Linked DNA regions of Gossypium hirsutum: region 1 is linked to region 2. A link is a contact called in public Hi-C data. All regions are on one chromosome and are shown on one strand. The core of a region is the stretch at or near the end of the contact, and the rest is flanking DNA. Distances in the headings are between cores, read along the strand shown.

The links. A called contact is a pair of places that touch in the nucleus more often than the background predicts.
Region 1: a contact with region 2 is called in a Hi-C map of leaf, with 1.9 times the contacts expected there. The contact joins the promoter of LOC107943753 here to the promoter of LOC107898976 in region 2. A contact is called at or near these places in 2 of 34 Hi-C or Micro-C datasets (both in leaf).

What each region holds. Positions count from the first base shown.
Region 1 is chrA04:81,804,204-81,808,475 of Gossypium_hirsutum_v2.1, forward strand. LOC107943753 (probable L-type lectin-domain containing receptor kinase VII.2) reads right to left here and starts at 2,914. Exons shown (of 1, transcript XM_016877545.2): 1 at 1-2,914. The coding sequence starts at 2,605. The coding sequence ends at 491. It overlaps TRNAG-GCC (transfer RNA glycine (anticodon GCC)), which reads right to left and starts at 61; the gene lies at 1-61.
Region 2 is chrA04:81,416,895-81,420,728 of Gossypium_hirsutum_v2.1, forward strand. LOC107898976 reads right to left here and starts at 2,520. Exons shown (of 2, transcript XM_016824553.2): 1 at 2,094-2,520; 2 at 1,342-1,803. The coding sequence starts at 2,343. The coding sequence ends at 1,601. It overlaps LOC107937296 (probable protein phosphatase 2C 58), which reads right to left. Exons shown (of 5, transcript XM_041111507.1): 5 at 3,136-3,834. The coding sequence ends at 3,752. LOC121228206 (a long non-coding RNA gene) reads left to right here and starts at 170. Exons shown (of 3, transcript XR_005925766.1): 1 at 170-349; 2 at 464-529; 3 at 619-701.

The DNA of each region.
Region 1 (4,272 bases), core at 1,664-4,163, 390 kb after region 2:
GGGAATCGAACCCGGGTCTGTACCGTGGCAGGGTACTATTCTACCACTAGACCACTGGTGCTGCCTGATGTGCTCTCTCGAAGTCTAAGCTCTTTTGCCATTCTCTTTCGGCATTCTATTCTACTAACATCCTGCTGCATTCGAACCAAACGTCAAACCCATCCTCTAGGACAAGGTTTGGGGCCAGAATTTGTAACATGGAAAGCAAGGACGAAGTAAATATATAATCATGAATCCCAAGCTAACCTGCCCTATATCTGCTAACAAAATCATATGTTGTAATTTCAATGTTGAACCTTTGCAAGCTTTGTACAACTTTGTTGAGATTGTGAAGCAACTTTTATCTCTATATCTGTTGTTTCCCTTCCTAAATTATGCACAGCTTCCCATAATATCAATGGAAAAGAAGACACTTCACTAATCACAAACGCGATGCAAGTATGCAAAGCAATGTTATCAAAATCGAAATGATCACCACAGCTTAAAGCTGTTATCGCCCGTCTAGGATGACGTCCGAGTTGCTCATGGACATGGAAGAAGACATGTTCCTCTTAATTTCATTGAATGTAGGATGTTCCCTACCACTGAACCTCCCCCACGTTGTTGTACTACTCAATCTGTGTAGTAGATTTAATTCCATGCCTTCTCCTTCGGATTCAGCAGCACCCTCATGTCTTGCCTCTAACAGCTTCATTACTTGCCTCATCGTTGGCCTAACATGAGCTTCTGGATGAGCACACAACAATCCTAGTTGCATTAGCCTCTCTACTTCCTCATTGCTGTGACCACCCTTTCCTTTTAGCCTATCATCTAGAGCTGAAACCAGTTCTTGTCTCTCCATTAACCTCCATGTCCAATCAATTAAACTCGGCTTCCCTTCTTCAATCGGCCTCCGTCCACATACTATCTCCAACACCAACACTCCAAAACAGAATACATCTGTTTGAGTGGAAACACGTCCAGTTTTAATCAATTCCGGTGCCATGTATCCTACGGTTCCAACCACTCGAGTAGTGCTAGCCAGTTCACTATGATGATGCGTACGTGCTAATCCGAAATCGCTTAACCTGGCATTCATATACTTGTCGAGTAAGACATTGCTTGCTTTAATGTCCCTATGCAAGACCTTAGCTTCCCAACCCTCATGCAAATACCAGATTGCAGAAGCTACATCTTTCAAGACTTTAACTCTCTCATCCCAGCTCAACATTGAGTCCTCATGACAGTCGAAAATTCTCTTATCGACGCTCCCATTCTCCATGTAATCGTAGACCAAGATCAAGCTCCCTTTATCGTTCCTAGACCAACCTCTCAGTCCCACCAAATTTCTATGCTTCAATCTCCCTAGACTTGAAACCTCAGCCAAAAACTCTCTAATCCCATGCTCACTTTCATTAGAAATTTTCTTCACTGCAACTTCTTGTCCTTCTTTCAATACCCCTTTATAGACATTCCCATTACCTCCAGAACCAATCACATTTTCATCTGAAAATGCCTTTGTTGCTGCATAGATCTCTTGATACCCAATCCTGTGAGGCCAATACTCCAATTCCCAATTTTCAATATCATCTTTCTTACCATTTCTTTTCCTTCTAAATCTAACCAAAAGAAAGTACATTGCAATGCAAAAGCTAACAAGCAAGACAGCCCCAATGGTAACTCCAACTATGAACCCTGTTGATTCAAACACAGAATCCTTTGGTGGCACAAATGAAGGCAAATTAGTAGTGACCAAAGCATTACCAATTGAGGGATTCGAATTACTAAAGCTCCAAGCCAGAATCCTATGACTCTCAACCAACTGGCCTGTTGCTCCAGCAAATCCTACATGCATTTCATCAAGAAAAACAGTAGAAAGGTTCACAAACACACTTATCAAAGGCCTTATAGGCCTTTTATCCCCCACTTTCGCCATAGTAACATTTAAAATAGAATCTTCATAATCAACCCAGACTTGATAATTAACACCATTATTAAGCTTCAATCCCTTCAACTTATCACCTTCACTCCCTCCCCAAAACCCTGTAAGACTTGAAGCAACAGATTTCAAGGAGTTCACATCAACACCCACATGGTTATCATTGATATCATCAAATTCTTGGTTTGCAAACACATCAAACTCGACACCAAAGATACTGCTGTTGGGATTACCATTGTTGGAAAAGTTGAAAAGACCCAGATTCTGAGACGAACTGGCACCAGCTATACCAGCAGTAGGCAAGAAGGCAAAAGCAAATCCATGACCTGGGAGAAAACCCTTGAGAGGGGCAATGGAGAAAACGAAAGAAGTATAGAAAGGAAGTAACTTTGATGAATTTGATGATGACTTCACTGGGATCTTCGAAGGGTACAAAGCACGACCAATAGAAAAAGTCCCATTTGTGATGGAGAGGATGGAAGAATCAATAGTAGCATCACCAAAAGTCAAGAGATTGGTGGAGTTGAAGTTGGTATTGTAAACGAATTCAACAGATGAAACCCAAGGGAAGAACAAAAGGAAGGTTATTGCAGTTGAAAACAAGAAGGGAGACATGAGGAATATATTTCTAAAGATCCAAGAAGAGAAGATAAAGCTGTAGTTTTGCACGTAAAGAGTGGCGTGCATTTTAGGATTTTAGCTTGCATTTGAAGGAAGGCAACTGTGTTGGACGCGTAAAAAGAACAACATACAAACAGAAGTGTTCAAAATCTATCACATAAATAATTGTTGAATAATAATTAAGTAGTTTAACTAATATTCGCAAAGGAAGCGGCGGGAAGGTAAGAAATACAGTACAATAATAATGGTGGAGTGGAGAATGGGGTGGTAATGAGCCGACAAGATAAGGGTTGAGCTGGATCAAATTGATTAAAAAATAAAAATAAAAAAAGCTTTACTCAAATCTATCTAAGTGCGCCACTCGATTGGTGGCCTGGACAAATACAGGCTTTGTTGAACAAGGTAAAACAACGTAGCCTTTCAATTTTGAACTATCTCTTTCTATCTTCTTGGTAGTATGAATGCTTCTAATTTCATATATTAGATTCCAAGAATTACTCTTTAGCTTTCTCATTGGCACCCCAATTTATTTACAAATTTTAACCTTTAACCAAAGTTATACATTTTCATATATTCAATTTAATTTTTAAAATTGATTTCATAAAAATTCTTAATTAACTAATAATTTTAACAATTTTTTTTCCCAAAAACATTAATTATTAATTTTCATCAATCAATTTCAATTGGCTTAAGGGTTAAAAACCCTAATTTAAAAAAAACAATTAAATTCTTACCTTTTTTATTCAATTGAGTACTTAAATTTTTAATATTTATCAAAAAGGTCCTCAATTTTTTTCAAAAAAATTAATTAAAGTCTGTTTTTTTTTGTGCTCAATTGAGTACTTAAATTGTCAAAATTCATTAAAAAAATCATTTGATCGTTAAAGTTAATTAACCCTAATTTGTTTCAGTTAAAGCCACCCCGTGTCACAATTACAACGTGACATGTAGCAAAAAAGTTAAAAAATAAAAATAAAAAATTATTAAATTTTAATAAAAAATATAAAATATTAAAAATTATAAAAAGATCATAAAAATCGTAAAAAATATAAAATTTTATAAAAATCATACAAAAAAATTATAAAATACATAAAAAAAACTCATTTAACCATTAACCTAATGAACCTAAGTGATTCTTTAGTTAAAGTTATCACATGTTGCAACACGTGTCATATAGCAAAAAATGCTAAAAATAAAAATCAATAAAAGTTATAGAAAAATTATAAAATACTACTTTTGGTATGATAATTTTTATAATTTTCTTATGATTTTATAAAATTTTAAAAAAATTATATTTTTATTAAAATTTAATAATTTCTATAACTTTTATTAATTTTTATTTTTTTATCATTCTTACACATGATACGATCAAATAATCTTTTTAGTAAATTTTAACCATTTAAATACTCAATTAAGTGCAAAGAAAAGCAGACTAATTGAAAAAAATTTGAGAATCGTTTTTATAAGTTGGCGGAAAAAGACCATTTCAATTTTAAAACTTGCATTTTAACTTGCTTTCTAATCTTTGTCTCCAAACTTATATTACCTGTATTTTAGGTGATAATTTACAAATTTGGTCCATATTGAATCATTGATTTGAAGTTAAGTGCAAGAATGAAAAGAAATTACAAATACCCAAGTGAACCAAATATTTTATATACATAAACATTTTAAATCATAAGAATGTCACATGTTTTTTTTTTTTTAATTAGTTTGTTCTTTAAATTTTTATT
Region 2 (3,834 bases), core at 1,270-3,769:
TGTCGAAAAACACGCCAAATATATTCAAAAAATACCCAATTTTAATTAAAATGAAAGTTAAATGACTTGATATGGCTCAAAACTGAAATTTGATCCTATTTTCCGCCATGAGTATAGCTGATTTTTTTTTTTTAGTTCTAATTTTAGTATTTAACATTTGAGTTAATGATGATATTCAGATAATGATGACAGAGAGACTTTACAAGATATAACCAACACTACTATTCTTAATGCCGAGGTCATACAGCCTAAATCTCCAGAACATATCTATAAGCTTTGGACAACCATATTTGCTAAGCATTTTATGATGGCAGATAAAATTCAGTGCTACGTCGATTGTGTTGCGCTGGTAGATTCCGACACTATCCCCCTCATCTTATTTTTTTTCCTTATTTATTTTTCATTGACATTGCCCATGCATTCTGGCTGATTTGTTCTATAAATTGACCATCTTCATACTTAGATTTTGTTAGGTTAATTTGCTTGATGGCCGCGCAAGTGTTGATTCAGCTTAGACAAATTTTGTCAGGTACAATATGCAAAGCATGAGTGTTTAATGAATACATGATATCAGAACTGTTTTATATTCAGGTCCAAAACCTTCTTTGTCGTTGTCAGGGTCTTGAAAAGAATTGAACTGTCTTACTTCAAGGTGTGAAGCTTGAATATGCACTTCTAGTCATGTAAATATTTCTATTCAATCAGCTTCCAATGATCATGTATGACTAGTATTCGGAGGATTGGAGAACGTTTAATGAATTTAAAACAGTTCTCCCTCCTAAGAGAGTGTCATATGTATCAGCTTCCAATGATCATGTATGACTAGTATTCGTAGGATTGGAGAACGTTTAATGAATTTAAAACAGTTCTTCCTCCTAAGAGAGTATCATATGTATGTATATATAGCTGATATTCTCATTGGGCAGATGAGGAGCCAAGCCAAGTTGAATTTCCTAAGTTTTGAAACCATTTTCTATTGCCTTCCCTAGCTCAAAGACATTTGAGTACAAAAATGTACCACAAATGATTTGATTGGTGTTAATCAATAACATCACCAATCTTTGCATTTGTTTTATTTGTTGGAGGGGCAGCTTTATCATAGAGATACGGGCAATCTCGTTTCTAACACCCCAATAAGTGGGGTAAGTAGGATGGATCAACCGTGTCTCAACAATGAGCACTCCAAAGAAGGATCTCGGCAAGGTGGGAAAAAAAACCCCAAGATGTAAACACCTTGAAATTGGATGGGAAAATGTTTCATAAGTGTTCTAAAGTTATAACCTGAACTTATTTAGCATTCATCCCGACAAACCAATAATATCACCAATGAGAAAATCAAAGTGAACAACAGCTTTCTTATTGCATTTAACTTTTTCAACTTTAAGCTGATGATAGTCATAACATAAACAAGAAGCAAAAGAGAATTAAACTCGATTTCACAATGAAATATGTCCAATACTAATAAGTACTACCGCAATCTCAAAGGACTGATCATGACACAAAACCAAGCCAAGAATCAAGCCCAATGGTTACTTTTTAAAAAGTATTAACTTCCTAGAAATATATATATTCAATCATTCACTCACAATAAACAAAGGCCCTAATTCATGCCCTGGTCAGGAACAGTAACAAGCTCATATTCAACTAAAGAAAGATTATTATCTTCTTTAACTGCGAATTTAGCAGGTTCGGTTACCTCGATCCGTCCCCATTTGTCAACTGCTAACCTCATTGTTGTTCGCTTGAACATAACAATCTTAGCATTACGTAAAATCACGGTTGCACCTTTTGTCATAAGATCAACTGCATCACCAACATCAAAATCATGATATTACATAGGTACTTGTTTAATTCAATTAAGTCTTGCAGTCAGAATTCTTTCCTTCCAAATAATACTCTGTTCTAGACTACTAAAATAGTCCCCAAAATAGAAATAGAAAAGACAAAACGTCTATACAAGTACAACCAACTTGGTTTATTATGAAATATAGGCTGACCCAATAAAACGCTGAGCAAATAAAATCGATCTAAATACAGAGGCTATAAATTTCTATGAAACTAGTGTATACATATAGATAGAGAAAAATAAATACCTTGTTCGTTGCGTGCGGTGAAGATGATGGTGCCAGTCTCGTCCCCAACGACGCACTCAGCGATCCGGGCCGGAGGTACAGGTCGAGAAAGGAGAGCACGGGACCTGTTGGGCCTGGCGGAAGTCTTGACTGGGGTCATCTCCACCACTTTGACGATCAAAGTGTGCCCGCTCGTACCGGGCTTCAAATCCTCCACTTTCACGAACACCGGCTTTCTCTTCGCGTTCGCCTGTCCCGTCGCAGTCGCCATTCCTCAAATCCAAGATTTGGCTTTGTCTAAAAGCTTATCCTCCAAACCGCAAATGCAAACCCTAGGAATATCTCTAACGGTTTTTATGGGAGGGCAGAATGGGCATAAACAATTAGAGAAGATTTAGGGTTTCTAAGAAATTTGGGAATTTGGGTGACCCGTGTATATCTTTCGTTTCGAATGGAGGATCATTAATAGTGGTGGGAGGTTTATTTGAATTTTACACGTGTTTGAATTGTATTGGTGCTTAAGGTCAACGATGGCGGGAAGACCGAGACTTTTCCCCTTCTCCAAGGGGTTTCAGTCATTACTGTACCCAAGTAACTACTTACTCGTTAAGTTAGTTTTTCCTTTTATTTTTTTTATAATTAATAAATACTTACCCAAGTAACTTCTTACTCGTTAAGTTAGTTTTTCCTTTTAGTTTTTTATAATTAATAAATACTTTTATTCCTTGAGAATTTAAATTATTAATTTCAAAATAAGAAATTGAAAACAATGTTAACGTGAATTTTCTTTTTAAAATTTTGAAAGCTTATATATATATATTTTAAAAAACTTTAACTATATTAATTTATAACGAGACAAATTAATTCATCAAAATAAATACATTTTTAAAAAATAAAATGCTATACATGAATAATAAATTTATCCATTTTATAAATTAATTGTTTGTGTTACTTGCATTTTAATACTCTCGAATTCATATCCTCTTATATTGATAATAATATCGAAAACAATTAAACTAATAATAAATCGACAACATGTATTTATATTTATACGTTGAATGGATTGTACTCAGTAAAACTTGCTAGCAATTTATTGATTTTCTTTTTCCTTTTTGGATGATAAGCACAACATATTCTACAAATATATTCTTAATATTCATGGAAATTTAACTTCTTGAAAGGCAGAGGATATGAAGGAAAGAATCATCCATCAATCCTTTCATTGTCTTACACACATTCACACTCGCACTCACACACAACAAACAACATCAACATGCATCATCATCACCATCACCATCACCATAAGAGTGTACTTTTTTCTTTTTTCCCTTTTCCCTTTTCCTTTTATTTGTAACAATCTTTATTAAAGGAAGAAACCATTCAAAATCGTCACCCTTCACATGTCATGATGATGCTTCAGTTATGTATGGAAGCCTTGAAGGCATGGACGGTCCTATCCTTGATAACATTGAAAATCAACAACATATCATCAACGATGACGTTGCAGACAATTCAAGTAGTCATTTTTATAAAGCTGGGTCAACTTTTTACATACAAACAGTTTTATGGTAGGCTGCAACAATCACTATAGCTATAAAGAGGATAAAAAACGTGGCATGGTATACACATATTTAGCTATTCATTTTCTCATTAATTCGGTACTCATCGGAAGAAATATATCACCGGAACCTTACAACGATGCAAGATATGTCATCTTTGCTCTTCTTAGAAACTGCTGCCTCAATCAAGTGCTTTGCTGCTG